2 separate regions of the Mustela erminea genome follow, and region 2 is linked to region 1. Evidence: chromatin contacts called from public Hi-C data. All regions are on one chromosome and are shown on one strand. Each heading gives the region's core, a stretch centred on a gene start, on an enhancer-like site or on the middle of the called end of the contact. The rest is flanking DNA. Distances are from core to core; before and after follow the strand shown. Region 1 holds the start of TOGARAM1 (TOG array regulator of axonemal microtubules protein 1). Region 2 holds the start of FKBP3 (peptidyl-prolyl cis-trans isomerase FKBP3).

The links. A called contact is a pair of places that touch in the nucleus more often than the background predicts.
Region 2: a contact with region 1 is called in a Hi-C map of spleen, with 4 times the contacts expected there. The contact joins the promoter of FKBP3 here to the promoter of TOGARAM1 in region 1. A contact is called at or near these places in 2 of 3 Hi-C or Micro-C datasets (skeletal muscle and spleen).

What each region holds. Positions count from the first base shown.
Region 1 is chr5:94,527,281-94,534,118 of mMusErm1.Pri, forward strand. It overlaps TOGARAM1 (TOG array regulator of axonemal microtubules protein 1), which reads left to right and starts at 3,265. Exons shown (of 20, transcript XM_032344110.1): 1 at 3,265-5,652. The coding sequence starts at 3,610. KLHL28 (kelch-like protein 28) reads right to left here and starts at 3,168. Exons shown (of 5, transcript XM_032344120.1): 1 at 3,039-3,168.
Region 2 is chr5:94,669,123-94,675,960 of mMusErm1.Pri, forward strand. It overlaps FKBP3 (peptidyl-prolyl cis-trans isomerase FKBP3), which reads right to left and starts at 3,498. Exons shown (of 7, transcript XM_032344137.1): 1 at 3,334-3,498; 2 at 500-601. The coding sequence starts at 3,441. FANCM (Fanconi anemia group M protein) reads left to right here and starts at 4,638. Exons shown (of 23, transcript XM_032344126.1): 1 at 4,638-5,483; 2 at 6,274-6,446. The coding sequence starts at 4,967.

The sequences.
Region 1 (6,838 bases), core at 2,015-4,514:
TTACTTTCCATGGAAACATCCATAACATGTGCCACAGCACAAACCTATGTAATTTCAAAAATTGTTGTAAAATTCAATAAGTCAAAATTCATTAGGTACTTACCACCCTGAATGACACACAGTACATAATCAATAAATGGTAATCTTATCATAACCTGTTAATAGCATCTTTCCTTTGCATAGCATTTCTTCATAGTAACTCCTTAAACTATACAAAAGACGTAATAGTTTACAGAATTCACACTGATTTCCAATAGTCCTGGATGTCTGCAAAATTTGACTAAGAACACAGAAAAAACTATGATGGTTCATCCAGCCAATTAATATCTTATCTCTGACTGTAGAAATAAAAGACATTGTTAGGGCAATCGTGTTTATAAGTCCAGCTCAAAAAATTAATGTATAACAAATATTCCTATAATCCATTAATTTAACTAAACTTTTAAAAAAGTATTGATGTTTTAAACTTGTTTTACCCATTTTCAATGTATTTTGTTTTTAAAGATTTTATTTATTTATTTGACAGAGATCGTAAGTAGGCAGAAAGGCAGGCAGAGAGAGAGGGCGAAGCAGGCTCCATGCTGAGCAGAGAGCCCAATGCAGAGCTTGATCCCAGGACCCTGGGATCATGACCTGAGCTGAAGGCAGAGGCTTTAACCCACTGAGCCACACAAGCTCCCCTTTTCAATGTATTCTTAATTACGGCCTTTCAACTTTCAAAGGCATACTATTAAACACATAGTATATTCCACTATTCTGGAATTTGATCTAAAAATTTTTATTTTATCTCTACTTATGGCTAAATATAAAAGGTCAATATACAATTCCTATAATTTGGATCATTGGAATTCAAGAATAAGATTTTTTAAATTTGCTTTGTAGAATATACATTAAATGAATGAGATCTGCCTTCCACAAAATAATCTTAAAAGAAAATTAGTAGGATACACGATGTTGATAAGGTCCCATTTCCTAAATATCCACCATGGGGGCTAATGAATCTAACAAGTCTTCATCAAAGACATTAAATGTAATAGATATAAAATAAATTGCAATCTATAACATAGTGATCTACGGAGCCCTGAGAAAAGGGGTGAAAATAAAGACTCATTTTGCTTTGTTCTAAGAGAAAGGCCACAATAACTGGTTGGCTTAAGTATCCACAATCCTTGAAAAGTATTCTTTATGGAGAGAAGGAGTAATTCTTAAGTTTCTACCATAACTTTGATGATATATCATTCAAGACTCCCGAAGTTCCTTTTCTTTGATTTCATGATTACCACACCACCTCCATTTCCCATGTTCGTCAATACGGCACTGGATTTTTCAACCTGAAAATTCTGATCACTGGAAAGGGTTATCTTCTATTCTAACATAAACTGGCATTCTAATAGGTACATTCTAATGTGTACATCATTCTCATATTTAGTTTAGTTTGAGTGAGGTTACTGAAGCCTAAGCATATATGAGTAAATGTATAAATATGCGTTTCTTACACTGGAAATATGAGAACCAGACATTCCTTCTAACTGAGGACTGCTACAATCCTCTCTTGGTTTTCACTCCTCAGCCCTTGCACTATCCCTACATTTTTCTTTTTTTTAATTTAAAAAAGGGGGGATGTGGTCTACTGAAATAAAGTTAAACCAAATTAGGCAGATTCATTTAAACACCAAATGACTAATTAAAATCAAAATAACAACCTAGAACTGAAATCAAAACATAACGATGTTTACACAAGCCTCATTTACATTTACTCTATTTCCAAAAGACAAAAAAGAAATTTATGATACTCGAAATGTGCTTTCAGACAACGAACAGAAATTATGTTTAAACTTGAATTATGCAGGCGACTGGGTGGCTCAGTCGTGAAGCGTCTGCCTTCGACTCAGGTCATGATCCCAGGGTCCCAGGATAGAGCCCCACATCGGGCTCTCTGCTCGGCAGGAAGCCTGCTTCTCTCTCACCCACTCCCCCTGCTTGTATTCCCTCTCTCGCTGTGTCTCGGTCAAATAAATAAATAAAATCTTAAAAAAAAAAATAAACTTGCATTATCCAGCAACATTATTTACAAAGTATATATTATGGCTAAATATAAAAGGTCATGTGTAACTCAATTATCCTGACTTCACTTGCATTTAAACTGCATGAGAGACTTCAAAAAATAACTCAGCCTTTTCTCAATGGGTCATTATAAAGTAACTAATTGTGTTATTCCTTCAAAAAATAGCTCTTCCACACTTCAAAGAATTCAGCCTCACGCCAGACACTCGAGCTCTTCAATTGTGTCCGCTTAAGTTTCATTAACAAGGAGAGAACGCTAGCCAATAATTCACACTTCGCCTAAAACAAAGAAACGTCTATTATTAGCCCTAAATGTACACGGCAGAATTCTCTTAGGTCCCTGATGCCAAGGACTTCAACCGCAAGTGAAACTGTCTTTGCAATCTGTTTCCAGGAGACTGAAAGGCTGCAGAGACGCGCAAGGATTCTGCAGAGATGCTGGGGTGGCAAAGAGAACGGGAGGAAGGAAGGAGTAAGTCTCAGAGTGGGAACTGCATTAGGAGACTTTGAGAACGTCTCAAAAAGACGTGGTAAGATACAGGAAAAATTGATTACGTTTTTAAAAGAGAATTTTAAATGATGAAAGTAAGGAAAGATGAAAGAAAATCATTAAACTTCCACCACCAGAGGGTAAGCGAAGTAGGAAAAGGAAGGGGGGAGGGCGGAGTATAAGGGCCCCAAAGACCAGAATTTGGGGGAAAAAGGGAAAAAAAAAAAAAAAAGTACCCGAGCTCTGAGCTTGGCCTTGGTCCGAATCTCCAGTCAGTGTACGCGGACGTCAGGAGGGAAGGATCGCACTTACTCCGGGTGCAAAAAGCAACGTATTTACAACGGTAACAAACCCTGCACAAGAAGATGTCGCCTCTCTCCCTGCTAGCTCCCGTGCATTTCTTTACCTCTACGGCAGCACCAGCGTCACTCCTGCAAAACTCTGCCAAAGCCTGCGCCGCAGGAGGACAGCAAAAGGAAAATACCTGAGTCCCAGGAATCACGCCAGCAACGACAGGAGGAGGAGTCGAGGACCACTGGAATCGGGGCAGGATCCTCACTTGTCTTCAAACCCCAATCTTTTCGGGTGGGGCGGGGATGTTCCGCTCCGAGCGGAAACGTCACTTCCGCCTAGTGCCTACACCCTTTTTCGCCTTCTCGGCTCTAGAGACGTTCTCTACTTTCGTAACGTTCTCACTTCCTTTTCCAGGAGCCTGCTGCTTATTCGTAACACCTGACGTGGACTACATAACCCAGCATTCATCACGACACGTCAATTTCCGGGTCAAGGGGTCTGCGCTGGGTAGATCACCATGGAAGCCATCGGTTTGGTCACGTGGTGCCCCTGGTTACGCCCGCTGGCTGCTGTGGGGTCTAGGGCTCCGGCAGGGGCCATTTTGCCGAAGCCAGCCTCTTAAGGGAGACTTGGCAGCTAACTGAAGCTGTTCCTTTTCTTCCCCTGCAGCTTGGGGCTTGGAGAGGAACTGGAAGGCTGGGCTCCATCGAGCCCTTCAGAGACGATGGTTTCCTCCCGCCTCTGCCACCTGACGACCCTCCATGGCGGCTTTGCCCTCTGCGTTGCTCCTGCTGCCGCAACTTCCAGCCCTCTGTGCCTATCGCCTCCAGAGCTGCAGTCGTCCTTCCGCCCCACAGACTGATGATAATCGAGGTGGAGGCACCATGAGAGGCGAGAAAAACTATTGCCGTGGAGCCGCCGGAGACCACGGTTCCTGCCCGCCGACACCTTCGCCTCTGGCCTCGACCCTCTTGATGCCCGCGGAGGCAATCACAAGTAGTTGGTCTGGGTCTGGAGGTGGTTTGTCGGGGGGAGATGAAGACGAGACTCGGCTTCTTCAACTCCTCCGGACCGCGCCAGATCCTTCCGAGGCCTTCCAGGCTTTGCAGGCTGCTTTGCCACGGCGAGGCGGTCGACTCGGCTTCCCCCGACGGAAGGAAGCATTGTATCGGGCCCTGGGCCGAGTGCTTGTGGAAGGGGGTAGTGATGAGAAGCGACTCTGCTTGCAACTCCTCTCGGACGTTATCCGGGGTCAAGGGGAGGCAGGCCAGCTGGAAGAGGCCTTTAGCTTAGCACTTCTGCCTCAGCTCGTTGTCTCCTTACGAGAAGAGAATCCAGCCCTACGGAAAGATGCACTACAGATCCTACATATATGTCTGAAACGTAGTTCTGGACAGGTGCTGAGAACGCTTATACAGCAAGGACTGGAAAGCACGGATGCCCGGCTTCGAGCTGCCACAGCACTGCTGTTCCCGATCTTGCTTACTCCTGAGGATTTGTTGTTCAACCTAGATCTCACTGAGGTAATAATATCCCTCGCCAGAAAGCTTGGCGATCAGGAGATAGAAGAAGAATCTGAGACTGCTTTCTCTGCACTTCAGCAGATTGGGGAACGACTTGGCCAAGAGAGATTTCAGTCCTATATCTCTCGCCTGCCATCTGCCCTGAGGAGACACTACAATCGCCGTCTGGAGGCCCAATTTGGAAGTCAGGTTCCTTATTATTTGGAACTTGAAGCCTCTGGATTTGCTGAAGATCCTCTCCCCTGTACAGTGACTCTTTCTAACAGCAATCTTAAATTTGGGATTATTCCTCAAGAGCTGCATTCAAGATTGTTAGATCAGGAAGACTATAAGAACCGGACTCAGGCCGTCGAGGAATTAAAACAGGTGATAGGAAGATTTAATCCTAGTTCTACCCCTCATTCCAGTCTTGTCGGTTTCATTAGCTTGCTGTATAATTTGTTAGATGATTCTAACTTCAAAGTGGTTCATGGCACACTTCAGGTCCTGCATTTACTGGTTATTCGCCTAGGACAGCAGGTACAGCAGTTCTTGGGACAAGTTATAGCAGCTTCTGTCAAAGTGCTGGCAGACAACAAGTTGGTAATCAAACAAGAATACATGAAGATCTTCCTCAAGCTGATGAAGGAAGTAGGTCCTCAACAGGTGCTTTGTTTACTCCTGGAACATCTCAAACATAAACATTCCAGAGTGAGGGAGGAGGTAGTGAACATTTGTATCTGCTCCCTCCTGACCTATCCCAGCGAGGATTTTGACTTACCCAAACTGTCTTTTAATCTTGCCCCAGCTCTTGTAGATAGCAAACGCAGGGTGCGTCAAGCAGCTCTTGAAGCCTTTGCTGTGTTGGCATCGTCAATGGGCTCAGGAAAAACTAGCATCCTTTTCAAAGCTGTGGATACTGTTGAACTTCAAGATAATGGAGATGGAGTGATGAATGCTGTGCAGGCCAGATTGGCTAGAAAAACCCTCCCAAGGTTAACAGAACAGGGATTTGTGGAATATGCAATGCTTATGCCATCATCTGCCCAGGGTAGGTCAAGCCATCTGGCACATGGAGCAGATACAGACTGGCTTTTGGCTGGTAACAGAACTCAGAGTGCACACTGTCACTGTGGAGACCACACAAGGGACAGCATGCAAATTTATGGATCTTACAGTCCAACTGTCTGTACCCGAAGGGTATTAAGTGCAGGAAAAGGAAAAAATAAATTACCATGGGAAAATGAACAGCCTGGAGTCTCGGGAGAAAACCAGACCTCCAATTCCAAGGACATAGAACAGGTATGCATTTTTGCTAATTGCCTTGAATTGAAACTAGAAAGAATTTAAAATGAACTTAGGCCTGTAATGACTTAAGGGTGAGGCTGCCTTAGGATTGTTATGCTTTGTTTTTAATTTGGTTTGAATGGTGATGTGCATATCTACTGTATCTATTATATAGATACAGATCAGGTAGGAACATTTAATAGGCTTACAGCTTGATGGATTTCATTGAATTTGAGGCACAATATGATAGTGACAATACTAGGATTTCAGTTTTGGTCTGTCCATTTGGGATATCGATTATTTCATCCATAAATAAACCATAAAATATTTAGTACATGTCAGATGAAGAGCTAAGTTCTGTTAATGAAGATGAGACTGGTTCCATGAAGTTTAGGGAAAAGGTCAGACCTGTAAATGGACAGTATCAAGTTTGTTAAGGACTGAGGTAGAAATATAAAGAGTCTACAGGAATATAAAAAGAGAAAAAATAATATAACTAGAAAAGTTTAAAAAGTCTTCCAAGAAGATGTGACATCTGAACTGATTTTCTCCCAAATTTTTTATTTTGAAAATTGCAAATCTATAAATAACTTAAAAGAATTGTATAATGAATATCCATCTACTTTATTTATATTTACCAGATGTCATCTTGCCATGTGTGCTTCACATTTGCTGAACCATTTGAACGCAAGTGCAGATATCTTGATATTTCATTCCTAAATATTTCCATATATATCGTCTAAGAATGGCATTTTCCTTTATCACATTATTAACACACGTCAGAAAATCAATAGTAATTCATTAATATCTAATATATAGTCTGTATTTAAATTTCTCCAATTGTCCCTTAAAAAACGTTTTCTAGTATTTGTTTTACTTTAATCATCCAGATTCCAGTCAAGGTTCATGTAGTTAATTTGTCTCTTATCTAGAACAATATACCTCCTTGTTTGTTTCTTTCATGACATTGACTTATTTGAAGAATTTGGGGTAGTTTTGTAGAATTTTCTGCATTTCTTAATTTATCTGATTGTTTCTTTATGATTACATTCAAGATAAACACTTTTAGCAAAAATGTTACATAGGAGATGTTGTGAACAGGACATCACATCCGGAGACATATAATATCAGGTTGTCCTGCTACTGGTGAGCTAAATTTTACTACTGGGTTTAGGTAGTGATAACCAGACACTCTATTGTA
Region 2 (6,838 bases), core at 2,248-4,747, 140 kb after region 1:
ATGGAACTTTGGACTTTTGACTTTTCAGTACCCTTATTTGTTGTCTTAATTTAAGCTACAGGGAATTATTATTATTGAAAGATTTATTTATTTATTTTGAGAGAGTACAAGCATGGGGATATGCAAACATGGGAAAGGGCAGAGGAAAAGACTCTCAAGCAGACTATCTGATGAACAGGGAGCCTAGTGCAGGGCTTGATCTCAGGACCTTGAGACAGTGATCTGAGTCAAAATCGAGAGTCAGATGCTCAAATGACTGAGCCATCTAGGCATCCTGGGAATTATTTTTTAAAAATTTCGTTCCTTTCAAAATATCACAATATCCTGCCATCCTGCAGATTAACATTGCTAGATTTGGCGGCTAGTCCATTTGTGATTACAGTTAGGAAAAATGCCAGGTGGAAAAACTTAAACATATTCTGCAAATAAATTTAAAACTTCTTTTTGCAAATAAAATATCTAAAATAATATTATGGTAATGAAATGAAACAATACTCACCTTACTTTCAAAAAGATGGTTGTAGGCTGTAACCAAATGGTCCTTGTTAGCTGTCTTGGCCACATTTTTAATGTTTCCTAATAACTTATGTTCTGCAAGAAACTATAAAGAAAAAAAGCTGGTTAGTCAAAATAATCTCCCTCATGTAATAAGGGTCTAAAATTCAGAAAAATGACCTTTTATGTTAGTAATTATATCTTCAATAAAACTACTTATGATGGAAAAAATGAAATAAATATATTTTATACCCTTCTTAACAAAAAAGATTTAAGGAAGATTAAAAAATACAGTGTATTAATAAAAATTATTGACAAGACTGTAACTGTAATACTATGTAGTGGTTACACTGTTGCATACTAATGCTTTTCTCATTACAAAACTTGCAGAACATTTACACAGCAAGCACATTTTGGTAACTGGATGATGCTGCTACTGGCAGGATGTTACTTGGCTATGGTCCTAGGAATCTCCAACCATCTTGGGCCTACCTATCTTGACAAAGCTGTAACTCATTCTTGACTGGGAAGCACTGTTACACAATGCTGGATATATGGTGGTAAAGTGTGTAGGCTGAGGAGTCTGACCATCTGTATTAAAATCCTAGCTATCTGATCTTAAGACAAAGGACTAAGCTTTCCTAAAGACTCCGTTTCGGTATCATAATGGAAGATTAATAACAACATCTATGTCAGAGGGTTGTTCTAAGGATAAATGCAATAGTCCATTTAATACATTTAAACATACAGTTTGTTGCCTGGTGAGAACTCAAAAAATATTAGCTATCAGGACTAATAACAATGTACTTAATAAACCAAAGTAACAGAATTCCACTTCTCTAAAGTTGGCAAACTTAAACTACGTTGGTAAATGGACATGAAAATACTAACTTCATCTCAAAATCAAGCAATGTGGGGATTTTAATAATGTCTTTGTTTTCCTTATTTTATTCCGCTTCCTTTTCTGCCTTTTGGTCCTTGATTCCTCATTTTTGTTATTTTCTCAACGTTGTCCTCTGGCATATTCTGTCCTTTGATAAAAGAACTTTTCTAACACTATCAGTGCTGTATTCTTTTCTCCTCTGCTTTTTCTCTCCCCCAATTAGAGAAATATTCTAAATGATAAAGACTGATGGGGAAAGGTTATTTTGATTAAATGGAAGTATCAGTTGCTTTTAGCACTCAAGTCATTTCTTTTGCAAGATCCCAAAAATATCCAAAATGCAAACATCTTCTTAATATCTTATGATCAATAAAATAGTGACTGTCAAATATAGGCTTAAGTATGTGAATGAATACTGGAGAATATGCACTTAAGATATGCACTTAATCTATCAAAAAATATTTTGATAACTCAAGTCTCTTGAAATTGTCCCGATAGGCCTGTCTTACATTTGATTGTACAGTGTTCTCTAAGAATCTGATGACGTACAGGACTGAGGCATTAAATGTTAACTAATGATAATGCCTAGTTTATTCTATTGTTCCCGTTGAAAATATGAATTGGCTTAAGAGAAAATAACTCCATTAAAATGGTATAAAATGGAATACCTGAGGCATGGTCGTTCTTTTACCCTGTATCACCAAACACTGAGCATAGCTCTTGCTATAGATGTTAAGTATTTGGCTGATGTCAGGATACTTATTCTAGGTGTATGGAACTGGTTGCTAGATAATAACTTTATTTCCTTTTCAAGACACCTCAAAATCGGTGACCTTGATGGATCAGTTGGTTAAGGGACTGCCTTCAGCTGGGGTCATGATCCCAGGGTCCTAGGATGAGAGCCCCACATCCCACTCCCTGCTCTGCAGGGGAGCCTCCTTCTCCCTCTCCGTCTGCTGCTTACTCTGCTTGCGCGCTCTCTCAAATAAACACAATCTTAAAAAAAAAAAAAAAAACTTCAAAATGAAAATAAACATCATTACAGAAGAACCCAGAAAGAAATTTTCTAATGCAAGTTTAGAACTTAAATGAAAAACTGTAGAGAAACCATACAGACTGCTGTTTCTATTTCCCATAAACGGGGAATGCAGAGTGCACGAACTGTGCAGTGGTTCGGCAATTTAAGAGAGGTATGAATGATCTTAATTTCCGAAGGGAAAAAAGTCTGACCAAAAAAACCCAAAAACCACCAAACCAAAGAAACCCCCCGAAACACTTGTGACCAGAGTTGGGTGGTTAAGATGGAGACTAGACTGAAAAATGCAGGGCGTACAAGGATAAAGAATGCCAAATACATCTTAGTTTCTAACAATGGGAGATACTGCACACAAAATGAGCATCTACCTACCCTCAGTATAAAGGTGAAAAGGTCATGTAAAGAGTCGATATTTTAAAAAAGTTAAACCGCAATCTAAGGATTTTTAAAAAATTACACGCAGTAGCGTTCAGTATTTAGTAACTGATGAGAAAAACCAAAACGAACATACCGTTCTCAGAAGTCTTCACAATCCTTACCATTTCTCTAATGGCCTACTCTCCACCGCAGGGGTCTCACCCAGGTCCCTAGAGCTCGGGCACCCGTCCCCACCCCCAGTATCTCCTGAGCTCTTGTTCATGGCTTCCACCCTCACTCAAGGACCCCAATGAGGTTTTAATTATGCGATTTCTTCCTGCCTGCCCCAAGAAATAAAACCGATATCCCCTCCCAAATGGGGCAGCCCGGAAGGGCGGGAGCTTGGCTACCCCGCGCACGCGAGGCCTCTCCGGCCTTCCAGGCCACCGGCCGCGGGAGGACGAGGGCGGGGGCACGGAGGAATACGGAATGTACGGGCATCTCCGGGGGGGTGAGGCGTCCCTCAGCCGCACCAGCCCGGCCGCCCCGCCGCATCTGGTACCGAATCTGAACCGTGGTCCTGTAGAAACTTGATAATGTCCTTCTTGGGTAGCTGCTCGCTGCGCAGCTGCTCCACGGTCCAGGCCCGCTGTGGCACGGCCGCCGCCATCTTCCCCCGCTGCCTCTGCTTTACTGAGCCAGCCCGCCTAGGTTCAGCATCGCCCCGCCCCCGGGGCGTGGCGTGACCCTCGCGTGGAGCTCGAGGGGGCGGGGTCACGGTGCGACGTGGCGGGATTGGTGCGCGTCCTTGAGTGACGTCAAGGCTGTACGTAGAAGGCCTCGGTTGAGTGCGGGTGTGATCCAGATGATGCGGTCATTACGACGGACTGTGCGGGTTACCTGAAGCTGTCGTCTGCACTTAATTGGAACCCCGTCGAGCAACGGGTGTTGGTAGTGGTATTTACCAGCCATTACCTACACTTGTGTATTCCCGACGGGCTGCTATGCCTTTAAGAGCCTGTATATAACCTGCCTAAGAAAACATTCAGACTTCTAATCACGTTTTATCTAGTTCTAGCCTAAAAGTTCACACCTGAATAGGTTCAGTCCTTGCCCGTCAGAACGACCCAAAGCCCACATCTCCCTTTTGAAACTCACCCAAGTGAAATTAAAATACAATTGTTCCCTACCCCGCCGAAGAAGTAAAAACACACGAGAAAATTTTTTTCAAAGCAAGTTCAAGACATTTGACCAAATAAAGCGACGTGAGGAAGCTCCTCGCAGGATGCCGCTTGCGGATGACGACAGTGATATTACTAATGCTCAAAACAACCTGACGGTCCGTGGACTTCGTGTGTCCACGAGGAAGCAAATGTACAGAGGCTATTCCCCAAGCTGCCAAGGTTTAGGGTGGAGAAATCGGGAATTGTATCCAAGCCTGAGGTAGAAAGCTTTCGCTAGACTAGACGAATACCACCCCGACGCGTACCGCTCTATATCATTTATGGAGATGTAACGGTGGAGCCGGGAAAGCCTTCCTTTTTTTGCTTTCGAATTTCCCCACGAATGCGGGACCAAACCATTCACTTCCCTCTTAACAATAAAAATAGTAAAATAATGGGCTGCCTTTGTGAAAAAGAGACCGTGCATTTTTGTTTTTTCGGCTTGGAAAAAGAAATAAGATATTTAATTCAACCTAACCCTTTTGCTTTTCACATCTTTAAAAATACAGCCAACAAGGAATAAGAAATACTCGCTCGATAACGTTAAAGAAATGGGTATCCGTTGTCCCTAGGATCTCAAAGACTTTTTTGTTTTGTTTCGTTTTGTTTTTTGTTTGTTTTTGTTTTATCATTTTAAGCAATATCACTTTAGCAATGAGGCCGGGACACAGTCGTTGGGAACGGAACTTATATTTAGAGTCTGTGAAGAGACTGAACCGCGGACCAAATTCAGACTAACGCCGGAACCGTGCGCATCCGTCTCCGGGAGGCCGCGAGGTTTTCCGGGAAGCTAGCCAATCAGATTTCCGACGCATACTCAGTGGCGGCATTTTCAACTAGATGAACAGGCTGCAGTCCCGCCCTCACGTTCCTCTGTTTTGTGCGAAGGTAGCCGATGGGGATCGGAAGGGTGGCGGTTGAGCTGTTGGAACTGCTAGCGTCTGAGCGAAGCCTTGGGTGGTCGTCATCCTAATGAGCGGACGGCAAAGAACACTTTTTCAGACGTGGGGCTCAAGCATTTCTCGGCCCGCCGGAGCTCCGGGTTGCAGCTCTGGACCTGAGCGGCCTCAGAGCCCTGGCATCTCTAGGGCACATTTTCCTCCCGCTGCAGAGGCTACCGAGGCTCAGCGGGAGTCAGACGATGATGTATTGCTGGTTGCAGTGTATGAGGCGGAGCGGCAGCTGAGTTTAGAGAATGGCGGTTTCTGCACCTCAGCGGGCTCCCTGTGGATTTACCCTACTAATTGCCCAGTGCGGGACTACCAGCTGCACATTGCTCGGACCTCTCTGTTCTGCAACACGCTGGTGTGTCTGCCTACCGGCTTGGGAAAGACCTTTATTGCCGCCGTGGTCATGTACAATTTCTACCGGTGGTTCCCTTCCGGCAAGGTGGTCTTCATGGCCCCCACGAAACCCTTGGTCACACAGCAGATCGAGGCTTGCTACCGAGTGATGGGTATTCCGCAGTCCCACATGGCCGAAATGACAGGTATGTTAGAAAATGGGTTAATTTGAAACTGGGGGGGGGGGTGGGTAACTCGGGAAAGCACGCATTCTGGTGGAAATTGAGCTAAAAGAATTCCTAACCCAGGAGGAATACTCCCCAGATCACAGTATCCGTATTTTCCATTCATTCTCTCTCTTTCTCTCTTAAAAGCTTTTATTTATTTATTTGACAGAGATTACAAGCAGGCAGAGAGGCAGGCGCGGGGGGTAGGGGGTGGAGGAAGCAGGCTCCCCGCTGAGCAGAGAGCCGGATGTGGAACTCGATCCCAGGACCCTGAGATCATGACCTGAACCGAAGGCAGAGGCTTAACCCACTGAGCCACCTAGGTGCCCCTCCATTCTCTCTCTTAAAGCATTATCTATTTGTAACAAGTTTGGCCCTCACCAAAAGGGTTGCTCTCCTCAATTTTCAGAGACTCTCCGTAATTTGTCGGAGTACTTTGAAGCGATTTGTATGTACACCCCATCAGAAGTGAACAGGAGGTTTTCTGGCTTTCTTCCCCAGAAAGATTTCCCAGTTGAAGAACTTACTTTTCTTCAATTATTATGCCATGTTGTAGGAATTCTCTAAAGACAGTCTAGTTGTGTCTCAGCATTAACACTGGGATCACAACAGAGCTTTAAAATTTAACATTTCAATGATTTGTTAAATTGTTCTTGTCTGAAGGCAGATTACCAAAACAGGACTGCATTCTGAAATTAGGTTAGATTATAGATATTTTAAAGGTAACAGTCCTGGTATTTAGAATGTAGGATGTCACTTTTGTTTACAGGATCTACTCAGGCTTTCACCAGGAAGGAAATATGGCACAGTAAGAGAGTCCTTTTTCTTACACCTCAAGTCATGGTAAATGATCTTTCTAGAGGAGCTTGTCCTGCTGCTGAAATAAAGTGTCTAGTTATCGATGAAGCTCATAAAGCTCTTGGAAACTATGCATATTGCCAGGTAATATTTCGTTTAAAAGTATTTTGTACTGTGAACATACTGTTAAAGAGTATTTTGGTGAATACTTATTAATGATGGTAGTTATTGATTGTGTTATCATTATGAAAAAAACCTCACCTTATTTCAGTGAAGAAAATACTCTGTCATTCAAACCAGTGTCTCTGCTGCCTGGGTTGTTTTTTTTTTGTTGTTGTTGTTGTTTTTTAATCCCTAACAAGTGTCAGGTGTAGATGATGATGGTTGAGGCAGTAATCTAAAATAGGGTGTGGGTGGAGTTTTGGAACAAAGTTAATTATTCAAAAATTGGTAGTAGATATGCAGTGTCATTCTCTGGCAGCTAGGTAAAATCATACTTAACTGTCAAGAGTTGTTACCAAGATTGAATGACATAA